Regions from separate parts of the Hordeum vulgare genome. Here region 2 is linked to region 1. Evidence: chromatin contacts called from public Hi-C data. All regions are on one chromosome and are shown on one strand. The core of a region is the stretch at or near the end of the contact, and the rest is flanking DNA. Distances in the headings are between cores, read along the strand shown. Region 1 holds the start of LOC123442659. Region 2 has its middle 21 kb from the start of LOC123439329.

What was found. A called contact is a pair of places that touch in the nucleus more often than the background predicts.
Region 2: a Hi-C map of leaf shows a contact between it and region 1, with 2.8 times the contacts expected there. The contact joins the enhancer-like site here to the promoter of LOC123442659 in region 1. A contact is called at or near these places in 2 of 6 Hi-C or Micro-C datasets (leaf and seedling).

What each region holds. Positions count from the first base shown.
Region 1 is chr3H:21,302,536-21,309,149 of MorexV3_pseudomolecules_assembly, forward strand. It overlaps LOC123442659, which reads left to right and starts at 3,170. Exons shown (of 5, transcript XM_045118766.1): 1 at 3,170-3,364; 2 at 3,458-3,603; 3 at 4,413-4,494; 4 at 4,574-4,656; 5 at 5,314-5,878. The coding sequence starts at 3,320. The coding sequence ends at 5,566. It overlaps LOC123441395 (ubiquitin recognition factor in ER-associated degradation protein 1-like), which reads right to left and starts at 2,532. Exons shown (of 1, transcript XM_045117853.1): 1 at 1,912-2,532. The coding sequence starts at 2,532. The coding sequence ends at 1,912.
Region 2 is chr3H:21,344,112-21,350,725 of MorexV3_pseudomolecules_assembly, forward strand. No RefSeq gene overlaps it. Among protein-coding and RNA genes, the nearest start is that of LOC123439329, 21 kb to the left of the region's middle. Within about 2 kb of position 3,185, at least 3 of the 3 cell types and tissues checked have open chromatin away from gene starts, as enhancers often do. A contact at or near this core is called in leaf and seedling, where this site is marked.

The DNA.
Region 1 (6,614 bases), core at 1,920-4,419:
CACGATAGTCATTGGAAAATTGATGTCGTGAACGAAATTCGACGCCGCATTTGGGCCTCCGAAATACCAACGGAGCTTGGGAAACATGGTTGACAAAGCAGCGAAGAAGTAGCCCGTCGGAGCTGCAAGGTGTGAGGGACAACGATCTCGGAAACAGATCATAGTCCTGGAGAAAAAGATGATGAAGAGGCTTGGACGACCACCCTATATCTGTCTAGACTGGTCCGTGGAGACATAAACTTACAAGCTCCACGGCCATGCCGAAAAATGGCCGGACGCCGACGATTAGAGGAGTCAGAGGACCCACACACAAAGGGGTGCTATCCACTCAACTGAAAGACACCTACGAAAATCACCTGCATAACACGAAGACATGAGTAGATCCACTACTATTTAGAATGGCGGCAACACAACGGTCCTCCACTACTACGAAGCTGAATGATGGCGTCAGGCAAGCGGTAACCGCTCGTGTCATAACACTGCGTCCTCACGGTAGCAGCTATGCACACGACCAAAGGATGGCATCTGGCGCTGGAAGACGACCGCATTTCGGTGCTTCCACAGGCATCGGCAACATATCAGAACAAACTTCGCCCCGGAGTCGACGACCGGGGTAGCATCGCTGGCAAGGTACCCAGGTCTCCGACAGAAACACCAGCTACATCAATGTTCACACTTCGCCAGAAGCTCATAGCGAAAAGGGCAGCGGAAGAGCATATGGTCCGCGGTCTCCAGGGAGGAGGATACATCCGACAGCCGGCATCCTCTTCGGTTACGATGCATTTTCGGGCTAGCGCGTCCCAGGTGTGGATGCGCCGTTGCATCAGGAGCCAACAGAAGAATTTCACCAACATCTAGGTAGAGAAGAGAGCCACAAAACATGGTGACAGAAATAAAAAAAAGCCACACATTTTTCGTGGCAAACTCCAACAAAGAACCATCAACTCCAGTCGTTTCAGACGTTACTTGGGTATTCTAGAGGGTATACTTCCGTGCGGCAAAGCGTTTGGCCTCCTTGTCCTCCTCGCCGTCCACCTTCTTCTTGGCTGACTTGGCGCCAGTAAGCGGCACCGCAACCCCCTAGCCGACGCGGCCGCCGAAGAACCGAAACACATGCTCGCTGAAGACGGTTGTGGATTGATATTTCTATTGGTTCGATAAACCTTGATTTTATAATCGAGGAAAATACTTACCTATTTTTTCCTTTTCGGTTAGAAGAAATATATTTCATTTTCTATATTTAGAAATACATATTTGAGTTTTTTTTCCAGAAAACATAGTGAAAATTTTCAAATATGCAGTGAACATTTTTTCAATACTCGATGAACAATTCTAATTTTTAGAAATGTTCATGCAATTTTTAATAAATAGACACACATTTTAGAAAGTGTTTATATGTATTTAAAATGTGTTCATGTAATTTATAAATATTCACCCATTCTTAGAAATATTGATGTAATTTTAGAACCAAAAATTACACATTTCTTTACAACATGTTGATGTAATTAAAATGGTGTACACATTTTGCCTCTGTGTTATTTTGTTTAATAAAATTTGATGAAACACGGAAATTATTGACATGTAAATATCCCGATATCGTATTATAGACATTGATAGATTTCTGTGTGTAAATTTAGTGGAAAAGAAATACAGAAACTTTTAGCTCGTAAACATTTATTATATGCGTGAAACAGTACATAGACAATGACACTACATAGATCCCTTACTCAGGACACACTGAAAAACTCTCCATATTTGCACCACCTCTAGGTAGAGAAGAGAGCCACAAAACTTTTGTGTCAAAAATAAAAATAAAGCCACACATTTTGCGTGGCAAACTTAAGCTTCTGTGTCACCAAGTTGTTTCCGAGATTGTTTCAGTCGTTGCTTGGGATCTTCGATTCTACTATTCTACAAGGTATACTTCTGTCCGGCGAAGCGTTTGGCCTCCTTGTCCTCCTCGCCGTCAACCTTCTTCTTGGCCGACTTGGCGCCCGCGGGCGGCCCCGAGCCGACGCGGCCGCCGAAGAACCGAAGCACATGCTCACTACTGGCAATATTGTTGCCCTTACCCGAAGAACCCGCCGGCGGCGCAGGGGGCGGCGCCTGCTCCACAGGCTTGCCGTCCATCCTTATCCCGACGCCGACGAACCGCCGCTCTTCGCCACCGGCGCAGTCTTGGCATGGGGCGGCGGCGACGACCGGAGCAACGACGGGCGGCGGCTCGACGTAGTCGAGGGGCAGCGCGAAGTCGACCTCGCAGTCGGTGTCGAGGGTGGAGACGGCGTGGGCGGGCATGGCGTCGACGACGTCGAGGAGGTACCTGGTGTCCCCCTCGTAGACGGCGATGGTGTCGCCGACGGTGACCATGGAGTAGCTCTTCATGCAGTGCTCCAGCAGCTCCTTGTGGTTCTTGGCCCGCAGAAAGTCGGCGGTGTGCGGGCGCAGCATGATGGACGCGGCCTTGGGGAGCGACGACGCGATCCTGGTGACCAGTACGAGGTCGCCGTCCTCCAGCCCGAGGCGCGCCATGGCGTGGGCGGGCACGTGCACGAACCCCTCCTCGCAGCCGAACTCGAGCACGCCGAGGTGGGAGGCCTCGAGTGTGGCGGCGTTCTGGACCCGGAACTCCATCGGGGACCCCGCCCCCACCCCCAGCGACGTGAGCCGCTCCAGCGCCGACGCCGGCATTACCACAAAGTTGCTGCCGTCGTTCTTGCCCAGCAGCGACATGGGGCGGCACCGCAGGTACTGCGCCCACCCGCTGCGCGACCGCTGCTGCCGGAGGTACGCCTGCCACGCCTCCCTCGCGTGCTCCTCCTCCTTGCTCTCCCACTGCATAGCCATCCCTGTGTCCTCCATGAGAAGCGATCAAAAGATCGATCTGAAGTTTAGCACGAGCTCCAGCGATCGATCAATCTGCGGAGTCGAGCCGTGGATTTGTTGGCCGGGGAAGAGGAAGGAGGGCTCCGCTTTTATCTACGGCGTTTGGTGGGTTCCACGGTCCGCCTGCGAGCCCGTGGCCGACTCGGTGTGGCCGTGGCGTGTGGGTCGGGAAACCGGGCCCGCCTGGCGGTGAGAGGGGACACGGAGGGAAGCCAATGACGCGCGGGCCCGGTCCGTCAGTGTACAAAAAGAAAAACCGGGCTTTGGGTTGGGCCGAGTCCGTCTCTGTTTCTCCTCGTGCTCCCCCGTCTCTCTGTTTTTCCGGTGTTCCTCCCGCGAGACGAGACGGCCGCCTCTAAACCCTAACCCTAGATTGGATTAGGGGGCGCTGAGAGAGGGAGAGGGGGAGTGTCGGAGCGGCGGCGGCGGCGAGATGTCGGCGAAGAAGGGGCTCTCGAGCACGCTGCGGAACCTCAAGGTGAGGAATCGACCCCTCTGCTTCCTCTGGCCATGGCTCCTGGTCTCTGACGGGCGTGTTTCCTCTTCTCTGCGTGCGTGTGCGGTGGCGCAGTTTATGCAGCGGGCGGCGGTCGCGCAGAAGGTTGAGGACAAGGCCGATGTGGAGGTGGAGGAGGCGGCGGCCGAGGTGGAGGTGGTGATGACGCCGGCGGCCAACGGAGGCGGGGTTGGCTCGTCGGTCCAGGTCGCCAGGAAGTGGTACGTGTGTGGGTTGTTCAAAGGCCCGCTTCTTCTTGGCTGCAGACGTTCTTCCTCTGTTGCTTGTATCTTGGCTTGGGTATGCTCGGGTTAGGGAAGTGGTTGCGGAGGATTTTAGATTTGTTGTTATTAAGAAGACTGTGCGATAGCGATGCAATTGTAGTTATATTTCTGCTAGCGTAGTCACTGACCCCTGCGCAAATGGAAGTCGGTGAAGATCACACCGCCTTCGAGTCGAATGTTTGTTACAAAAGGGTACTCGCACAAACTCCTGTGAATATTTACTGGCAGTTTCACCTAGGAAAATGCCACATATTGGGTGAAAACTATGCTGTACAAGTGCAATTCCAGTAATTTTGGTGATATTGCTTAGTTGCTGACCCCTGCGAAGCCGGGAACCGATGAAGAATCGCACCACTTTTGGTTCAAGTATCTGGTACAAAAAGAAACTCATGCAAACTCCTGTGAACGCCACCAGTTTCCCTTGAGCAAATGCACGTATTGCAAAAAGTATGACTAGGAATGTGCTTATGCAGCTGTACCTAGTCACTGTTTTTGGAGGAGACTGTTGGCATAGTGTTACATTACATGCTTTTGTGTCTATCTTTTGAACTTCAATCATACTTTGCAGCTTGGTCATAAATTATAAGCATGTTAAACAGATTTATTAGTTTGTTTTTTCGGAGAAATTTTTCATCCAGTTTCAGCTTTAGATTTTACTGCCTTTCCTATCCAGCACAAAATCCATTAAGGATTACTAGCTTTGATTTGTCACCGCAGACTAAGCAAAACTAGTTTCTTTTTTTCAGTGTAGTTGTCATGGAGGGCAATCCACATCCAGGAGCTGTAAAGGGTCGAATGTCATTCCAAAATTTCAATCCATCCATTGATGTGAGTTCTGTAGCCTTTTGTCCTTCAGTCTATTATGTCCTTTAGATGGATGTTCCCTTACACAAGCCTAGACCTGTAGAAACTAAATGACGAGGCAAGTGGTCGCCCAACACAATCGGCTTCACCTAGTAATTCTCAACAAGACAGTGCAAATACTAGCAGGTTAGCTACTACAATGGCTCCTTTTCTCTTCTCTGTTAAGTTACCTTGGGAATGCCGTCTGTCACAAGTTTCATTTTAGCTATTCGCCAGGATTGATGCATTGCAAATGTGTAAAGTAATTATTCCCCCCGATCCATATTACTTGTCTTAGACAAATCTAAGACAAGTAATATGAATCAAAGGGAGTTGTTAATTTCGGTTGCTAAATTTGTACCAGTGTGATCATCAACATTTCGAGAAACCCTGTATATTCCACTTTGTTGAGCTGGGCATGCCTATCTCTTGAAGTGCTCAAAATACAAGTTACATGTTCAGAGGAACTGTATACTTTCAAGCTACGTGACTGTAAATAAAGGACGATGATATTGTACTTTTTTTTCAAGAAGTTAGTGATAGAGGACATAAACAACTTTAGATTAGCGCACATACTGGGTGATGTTTTTATCTAGTTCTGATGCAGTTCTTTTATGTTCAAACTATTGCTAAAAATTAGATTCATTTTGATCTCTTGAGTCCTTCTAGTGTGCCATACATGATTGACATCGTATTCACCAGAAGAACACTTGCATCTATACTTCGTATATGTCTGCATCAGCTATCTTTGGCATATGTAGTTTTGAGGCTTTTCGATGATTTAAGTGGGAAATGAAAGTGCAGAGTGGATGATGTATCAGCATCAAGATTTAGAAGCTTCAATGTTGATAGTTCAGAAAGCATATCTCTGAATGAGTTGAAGAGAAAAGAGCCTGAGCTGGAGATGGAAACACCACCGTTGCGCAAGCTGCCAAAGACGACTGGCCAGAACGTGGATGGCCGCGGTTCTTCACAAAGCAATGGTCGTGGGTCTGGCAAGTCAAACAAGCATGAAAAGCTTGACTTTAATCTTCTAAGAAAACGGAAATCAAAATGAGGTCCAGGTTAGCATTAGCCAAGTCTAGCTCTGTGTACTCCATATGTCACCATTTGTACTCTGTATCTGATGAGCCTTGTGCGTTGTTCCCTGAACTATATCTGTAGTAGCAGGTAGCCAGGTTAAACCCGCAGTGATATATCTGTTATTGACTTGTTGAGAAGGCCACTGGGTAACATGGTATCTTGCTTTGGGCGGATCCGCGGGTGGGCGCTTTTCTTCTGTTTTTGATGGTGCTGTACTCCCTTATATTAATTGTAAGATGTATAAGATTCCACAACAGCAGTGAGAATTTAAAGTTTTTTTGGTTAAGTAGCGTGCATTATTGGCGGTGTAATTGTTGGGTGCTGTGTTCATGTACTGTAATTGGAATTTATTGTTGGCTTTGGAACACAGGCAATCAGCCATGGTCTGATTGTTTCTCTCTTCAATGGAATGCAGAGTAACAAGATACCCCATGTTTTGGTTTATCCTCCATCATGTTTCTATGGTAATCTCATACGTACTAGAGATTATTAAGCCATTGTTTTCCTCTATCTAATATAATCAGGCTGAACTGGGAGGCTACTATATATAACATCCAGCATAGAATGACTGATTGGCATGGTGATACAGTGCAGTTATCATAACATACTGCTGCACCATGCTTTGCAGACCTATAACCATATGCCTGTATGTCGGCTGATGAATCAAACAATCAACTAGTATGACATGACTTTTTCTCAAGTAGCCAGCCAGCAACACAACTTGCGAGTATTATTATTGTCAATTTCCTTTCAACAAGGTATGTTTCTCACCAAAAAATTTCCACCGCAAAGAGCATGGTGCAGTTCGCCTCTCCTGGGTTAAGCAGACCTTGCAACATTATGTTTAGTGGTATAGGCGCACCTCACATGACCCTGATTCAAACCGGGCAAGATCCAACGGCATCCAGGGGCTTGTGCCTTGTTTTCCTAAATACTTATCATAATATTTCTTGTTCAATGGAGAAGCAAAGGGACAAGACAAGCTCTATGTTTCTAGGAATTATCTTGGAAAAGTTGTACAA
Region 2 (6,614 bases), core at 1,935-4,434, 42 kb after region 1:
CATGTCCGTAGACATAAAAAACAAAGGAAAATGTGGGTTTTAAATATAATCTGAAAAATGCCGTTGATTTTCTGATATCAGCAACGTTGCAGATTTGACGCTGGACGCTCGTGTTCTTCTTCAGCATCGCCATGGTGTACACTGTACAGTACAGGAGGGCAGGAAGCTGGTTATGCTCACGTACGTACAATTCAACCTCTTTGTGTTGTTATATACTCCCTCCATTTCTAAAATAACTGTCTTAACTTTGTACTAGATTTAGTACAAATCTGTATTAAGCTTAAGTCACTTATTTTAGAACGGAGGGAGATTGCGTGTTTTATATAGATGTGTATATCTAGCTTATTAGAAGTATAGATTTAAAGATTGCTCGATACTTTAATTCACGTGACGAATATAGTAGGTACTTCCTTCGATCCATATTACATGTCTATATACGGTTGTATCTTAGTGTTAGCTACATCGGTACCTTGATAAGTCCAATACAAGCAATATGGATCGGAGGCATTAGTAAATATCTTCTGCATGCCTAACTTGTCTAGCGATAAGTGGATAGCTACTGCTTGCATGTCCGTCGAAGAAAATATTAATTGAGATTAGGTATTTTATACTCCCTTCATTTCAAAATATAAGTCTTTTTAAATTTTTTATTGAAAAACTACATACGGAGCAAAAAAATGAATTTGTATCCGTATGCAATCGTTTAGTAAAATGTTAAAATAAAACTTATATTTAAAAACAGAGGAAGTATCATTGACGAACATTTGGTCCAAACGCTAGATTTTATCTAGAAGAATGTAAACTCGGGAAAATGCTATTCGCTGACCTTTGCGTCAAGATGTCGGCGTTCGTATAGGGATGAACAAGGAGCGACGTGATTTGGGCCGGCCCATTACCGGTTGCGGGGATCCCGGTTTTGGGAACCTTCTAGACTTTTCTCAACCCTTTGTTTCCAGTTTTAGGAAATTTTGTAGAAGGCTCCCTGAACCGGTTTTTCTTTTTTTTTTCGTTTTCTTTTTTCTTTCTTCTTTCCTGATTCTTTTTTTCCTGTTTTTTTTAAAAAACTGTTATGGCTTTTCAAAATATGTTCTGGATTTTCAAAAAATGTTCGGGATTTTCAAACATTGTTGTCCAAATTCGAAAATATTTTAGTTTTTAGAAAAATGTTCTCGATTTTCAAAAACTGTAATGGGTTTTCAAATTCTGTTTTGCTTTTTTTCAAAAGAATGATCTGGATTTTCAAAAAAAAATCTGAATTTCAAACAATGATCGGAATTTTCAAAAAATGTACTGGGTTTTTTAACAACTGTTTCTGCCTTTTTTCAAAAACCTCATCTGAAATTTCAAAAACTATTCTGTATTTTCAAAAATTGTGCTTCAAATTCTTAAAATATTTTTGATTTTTAGACAAATGTTCTAGATTTTGAAAAATGTTCTTAAAGTTCGAAATAAGTTTTTGTTTATTTGAAGTATGACCTCGATTTTCAAAATTGTACTCAGTTTTCAATAAATTTCTTCAAATTCTGTTTCTGCTTTTTTTCAGAAAAATGTTTCGGATTATCAAACAATATACTAGGTTTTCAAAAAATGTTCTTCAAATTCGGACAATGTCTCTGCTCTTATTCAAGTGATTGTTCTGGATTTTAAAAAAATGTTCTGAATATGTTCAGGATTTTTCGTAATTATCCTCATTTTCAAAATTTGTTCTCAAGATTTAGAAAACTGTTCGTGCTTTTAAAACTTGTTCATGCTTCCAAATTTGTTCGAGGTTTTCAAAATTGTTCTCTGCTTCAAATATTTGTTCTTAAAATTCCAAAAATGTTCGTTCTTGAAAGATTTGTTTGCGGTCCTAAGTCTGTTCTAGATTTTTTTAAATTGTTTTGGTTTAAATTTTATTTCTCTAGATTTAAAAAAAATTCGTCATTTAAAAATTGTTCATGTTTTCAAATATGTTCCCTGTTTTAAAAAACGTTCAGGGTTTTAAAAAATTATTTAAGAGGTTTAACGTTTTTTCATTTTGGTAAAAAAGAAAAAAAGGAAAACGGGAAGGAAAAGGTCCCAAAAAAGAAAAAGAGAAATAAGCAAAAAAAGAGGAAGCTACAATAATTACCTGTCTACTGGGCCGGCCTCATAAAAGAACAGTCTGTTCCATGGGTTGCCAACTCCAAAGCAACCTCACACACTGCTCACACCGAATCACCAATGGCCCAGCCGAACTAGTGTCTTTTGCGATTTAACTAGACAAAGAAAGTTTCAATAAAAAAACTAGATTAAGAAAATAAATATGGTTTACTAGAAATTTAATATATATTCATATTTTATAATAAGCAAATATATCATACTATTGTAGTATCTATTTTGTATGGGTTTTAAAACAAATGTTCCACCATTTTCAGAAAATGTTCCTGCCTGATGAAAATTGTTCCAAGTGTGTAAAATTAAATTTCCATGCAACTCCCTAAATAGGATTGAATGGGGACTTGTCTTATAAGATACTCCCTCCGTAAAGAAATATAAGAGTGTTTAGATAACTATTTTAGTGATCTAAATACTCTTATATCTCTTTACGGAGGGAGTAATTTTCATGTTTCATATTATGGTAAAATATCCACTTTTTATTTTGAAATCAGGTGTGCCAAGAAAAGTTCATGCACTTTACGAAAAAATTGTATGCTGGACGAAAAACCAAAATATAATACACACACATATGGAAAATACTTCGTTGGAAAACATCATTTGAGGAAATGTTTCGCACTCAATGGAAAATTTACATGCTTATACCTAATAAAATATTCAAGTGTGTAGAATAGAATATCCATGCAACTTCTGAAAATGTATCAACGGTGGAATTTTTTTTACAATCCTTCTTTCTAATGTTTTGTCTTAAATAGGATTATTTTAGTTTTCAAGCTAAATATTCCTTCAAATTTCCGGATCTTCCTTCAATCCTGGACAAGTGAAGGACGCGCTTGTGTTCTCCTGTCAAACACTTGTGTGTGGGCATAGTATTAAATACGATTTTACATTATGGAGTAAAACAGAGGGAGTACTAGCTAGCGTCTGGAGCTTTGACATGCCAGGCTACTGTAGTAGCATAGCTTGACATGCCAGGCTACAGTGTGTGGAGCTTGATATGCCTGGTTACTGTAGTAGCATAGCTTGAGACATGCCAGGCTACAGTGTACGTGTGGAGCTTGACATGCCAGGCCACAGTGCGTGGAGGTTGATATGCCTGGCTACTATAGCAGCATAGCTTGAGAAAATGCCAGGCTACAGTGTACGTGTGGAGCTTGACATGCCAGGCTACAGTGCGTGGAGCTTGATATGCCTGGCTACTGTAGCAGCATAGCTTGAGAAAATGCCAGGCTACAGTGTACGTGTGGAGCTTGACAGGCTACAGTGTAGAACTGCCAAACCTCTTGCACCAAATAAAGCAGGAAGCCAATTGCCTTCAGAAATAAAATTAAAGAAGCAACACAACTCTTTGTAACAGTAGCACCGTAGGCCCATAGCCATAGGTCACGAACGTACTTGTCGTTGAGCTGTCGAAATGCTAGCTTGGGAGTTATTATCTGCTCGTGACCTTTATCTTTTGTCCACGAGTTTGGTGGTGAGATTTCAGCTAGCAACAGTGGAATGAATAGTACATAAATGAACAGAGAGTAGATTTTGTATTTTAGATGATATTCCCTCCGTTAGAAAATATAAATTATTTTGAATATTTTATTGTAAACTTTGCACGAACTGAAATTAGTGAAGAAACACATTATCATACACTGTTTTGAACATCTTATGTTTGTGAACGGAGGGAGTAGTATGTGGTACCAATGCAAAGGTTGGGGAAAGAAAATGGATGTGGATTTTTGGCTCTCGGAGCATATACTCCCTCCGCCCCATGATATATGAGGGTTTCTGATACTATTAGTGTTAAAATATTGTTATATCATTAGTAAAAAACATGGCTTTGGTTCAGGCGGGATAAGATATTTAATTCCGGTTCTGTTACGAACCGGGACCAATGGGTGCATCAGTCCCGATTCGTGCGGCCAGGGCGCTGGCCGGGCCACAGTCCCGGTTCGTATGACCCCTTTGGTCCCGGTTCCAGACACGAATCGGGACCAATGGTCCTCGCTCTTGGCACAACACCTTTAGTCCCGATTGGTGGCTGGAAGCGGGACTAAAGGTCAGTCTTTTGTCCTGGTTCTTACCACCAACCAGGACCAAAGAGATGCCTATATATACCCTCCCCCCTGCCCATCCTCTCCTCTGTTTTTTTGGGCCGTGTGGGAGGTGTGTATGCCCTGCTCTGTTCACCGTTCTATGCATGCACATGAGGTGTTTGATGAAATGACCGAGCCACACTTAAGCTTTCTCCTCTCCAAGCTCGACCTCCAAGCTCCATTTTCCTCAAGATTTTTCTAGGTTTGGCGGTGCACCAACTACACAAGTGTTCTAAAAGGTTAGCTACTTCATCCTTTCATCTCTCACTCCTAGTCTAGCTCATTTCAAATGCTCTAGAAGTATAGTGGTTTCTGGGTTTTAGCGTAGGAGTGTATGTGTCAGTTCTTTTGACTTAGATGCACAATTTGAGCTTAAATTAACTTCTTAGAGTCCGCACATGTGTAGGTGTCGTTCTATTCCCGTCCTCATCATTGTCGATCGCCCGCGTCGATCTCGTCGCTCGCACCACCGTGGTGAGCCTCTTGTTCTTATCTTCTTTTTTAAAATAAAAAAAATTCTTACTTGTATGATTTAGATAGATACTTATATAAATTTCTTATTTCTATTATTGTTTGTTATTATATAGTGCGATGCTTTTGTTATCCGCCGACGACGGTCCTCATCCGGCCAATGATTCGGACGTGGTATATTTTCTTTTATAACTATTTGTTTCATTTAGTGCTTATGACAATTATGCCGACCAACGTGACATGGATGTTTTTATCTAGGAGGTATGTGAACCGGAAATTCCAATCGACCCTCTTGTCGAGAGGTTAAATTTAGTTGAAAAAGAAAACAATTACTTGAAGAAAAAACTAAAAATAATTGAGGAGAAGAATATGGAATTGGAGTTGCATGTTGCCAGGGTCATCGACGATCACAACATCAAGATGGATGCAATGCGCTTGAAGATGGATGCAATACGTTTGAAGAATAGCAATATTAGAAAATATGCCATTGATAATGTAACGCCAAAGATGCGGTCCTATCCTTATTTTGGCGCGAGGGCCTCGACAGGGATAGAAACGTATTTCGTCGTTTGACAAGAATGAATATCATTACGAGTACATTTATTGAAAAGATGAGTATAGGAATTGGCTTACACTCGCCACAAGCTACATCAATATCACATCGATACAACAATATACAGTCATCATGAAGAAGGGCAGGGTCCGTCTACGGACGAAAAAACCCAATAAAAGAACGACGTGCATCCTTCTATCCGAGACTGCCGGCCTGAAAACCATCCTAGATCGAAGAAGAAGAAGAAGAAGAAGAAACTCCAAATAGCACAATCAGCGCGCTAACGTCAAAGTAACTCTTTATCTGTACCTGCAACTCGTGTTGTAGTAATATGTGAGCCACAGGGGCTCATCAATCTCATTTCCAAAGATATCAAGACTAGCAAAGCTTAATGGGTGAGGTATGGTTAAGTGGTGATGCTGCAGCAAGCGACTAAGCATTTATTGAGGTGGCTAACTTACGAGTACAAGAATAAAAGAGGGGGATGATCTATCCATAGCGAACGTGAACTACTAATGATCAAATGAATGATCTTGAACACCTACTTACGTCAGACATAACCCCACCATGTCCTGAGTCGGAGAAAGGAACTCACAAAAGAGACAGTCACAGTTACGCACTCACTTGACATATTTTAATTAAGCTTACTTCAAGTTATCTAGAACCGAATGGTAAACAAAGTTTCCACGTTGTCACATAACCACGGGCACGGCTTTCTGAAAGATTTAACCCTCCAGGGGTGCTCTGACTACTCCATCACAAACTACCACACGCTGCGATGGAATGGCCTCGATCAGGCAAAATGCATGATCTCCTCGGGTTCCTATTGGAAAACCTCAACCTCGAGTTAGCCCAAAGCATCCTCGGAACCCCTCGCACAAGATGGTCGATAAAGGTAAAACAAGTCCAGCAAGGCCGCCCACGTGTCGACGATCCCGATAGGAGCCGCGTATATCGTTCTCAGGACACGACGGATAAGCGAAGCGTACGATGGCCTGATAGACATCTGCCGAGTTGCCCCGGGTTGGTCCCGCACGGTGCTCTGTTTTGGACCAGCACCATCAACACCGGCCCTCCCTGTATTATGTTGAATTACTCCTCGGGTTCATGATCCCGTATATATTTTTAGTATTAGAAAAATTATTCTGTTGGGTAAATATAGTACCAATGTTGGGCCTTGGTAGTCGAGTTTTATCCCAAAACGAGAATCTAGGGGGTTTCCATAACAACCCCAAGCATGTTAGGAACGCTCATTTATGGAACATAACACTGGTAGTCGAAACTAAGGCGACAAAGGTGAAACAAAACACCAGACAAGAAGGCCAAGCCTTCCACCTTTTACCAAGAATATAGGTGCATTTAATTAAATA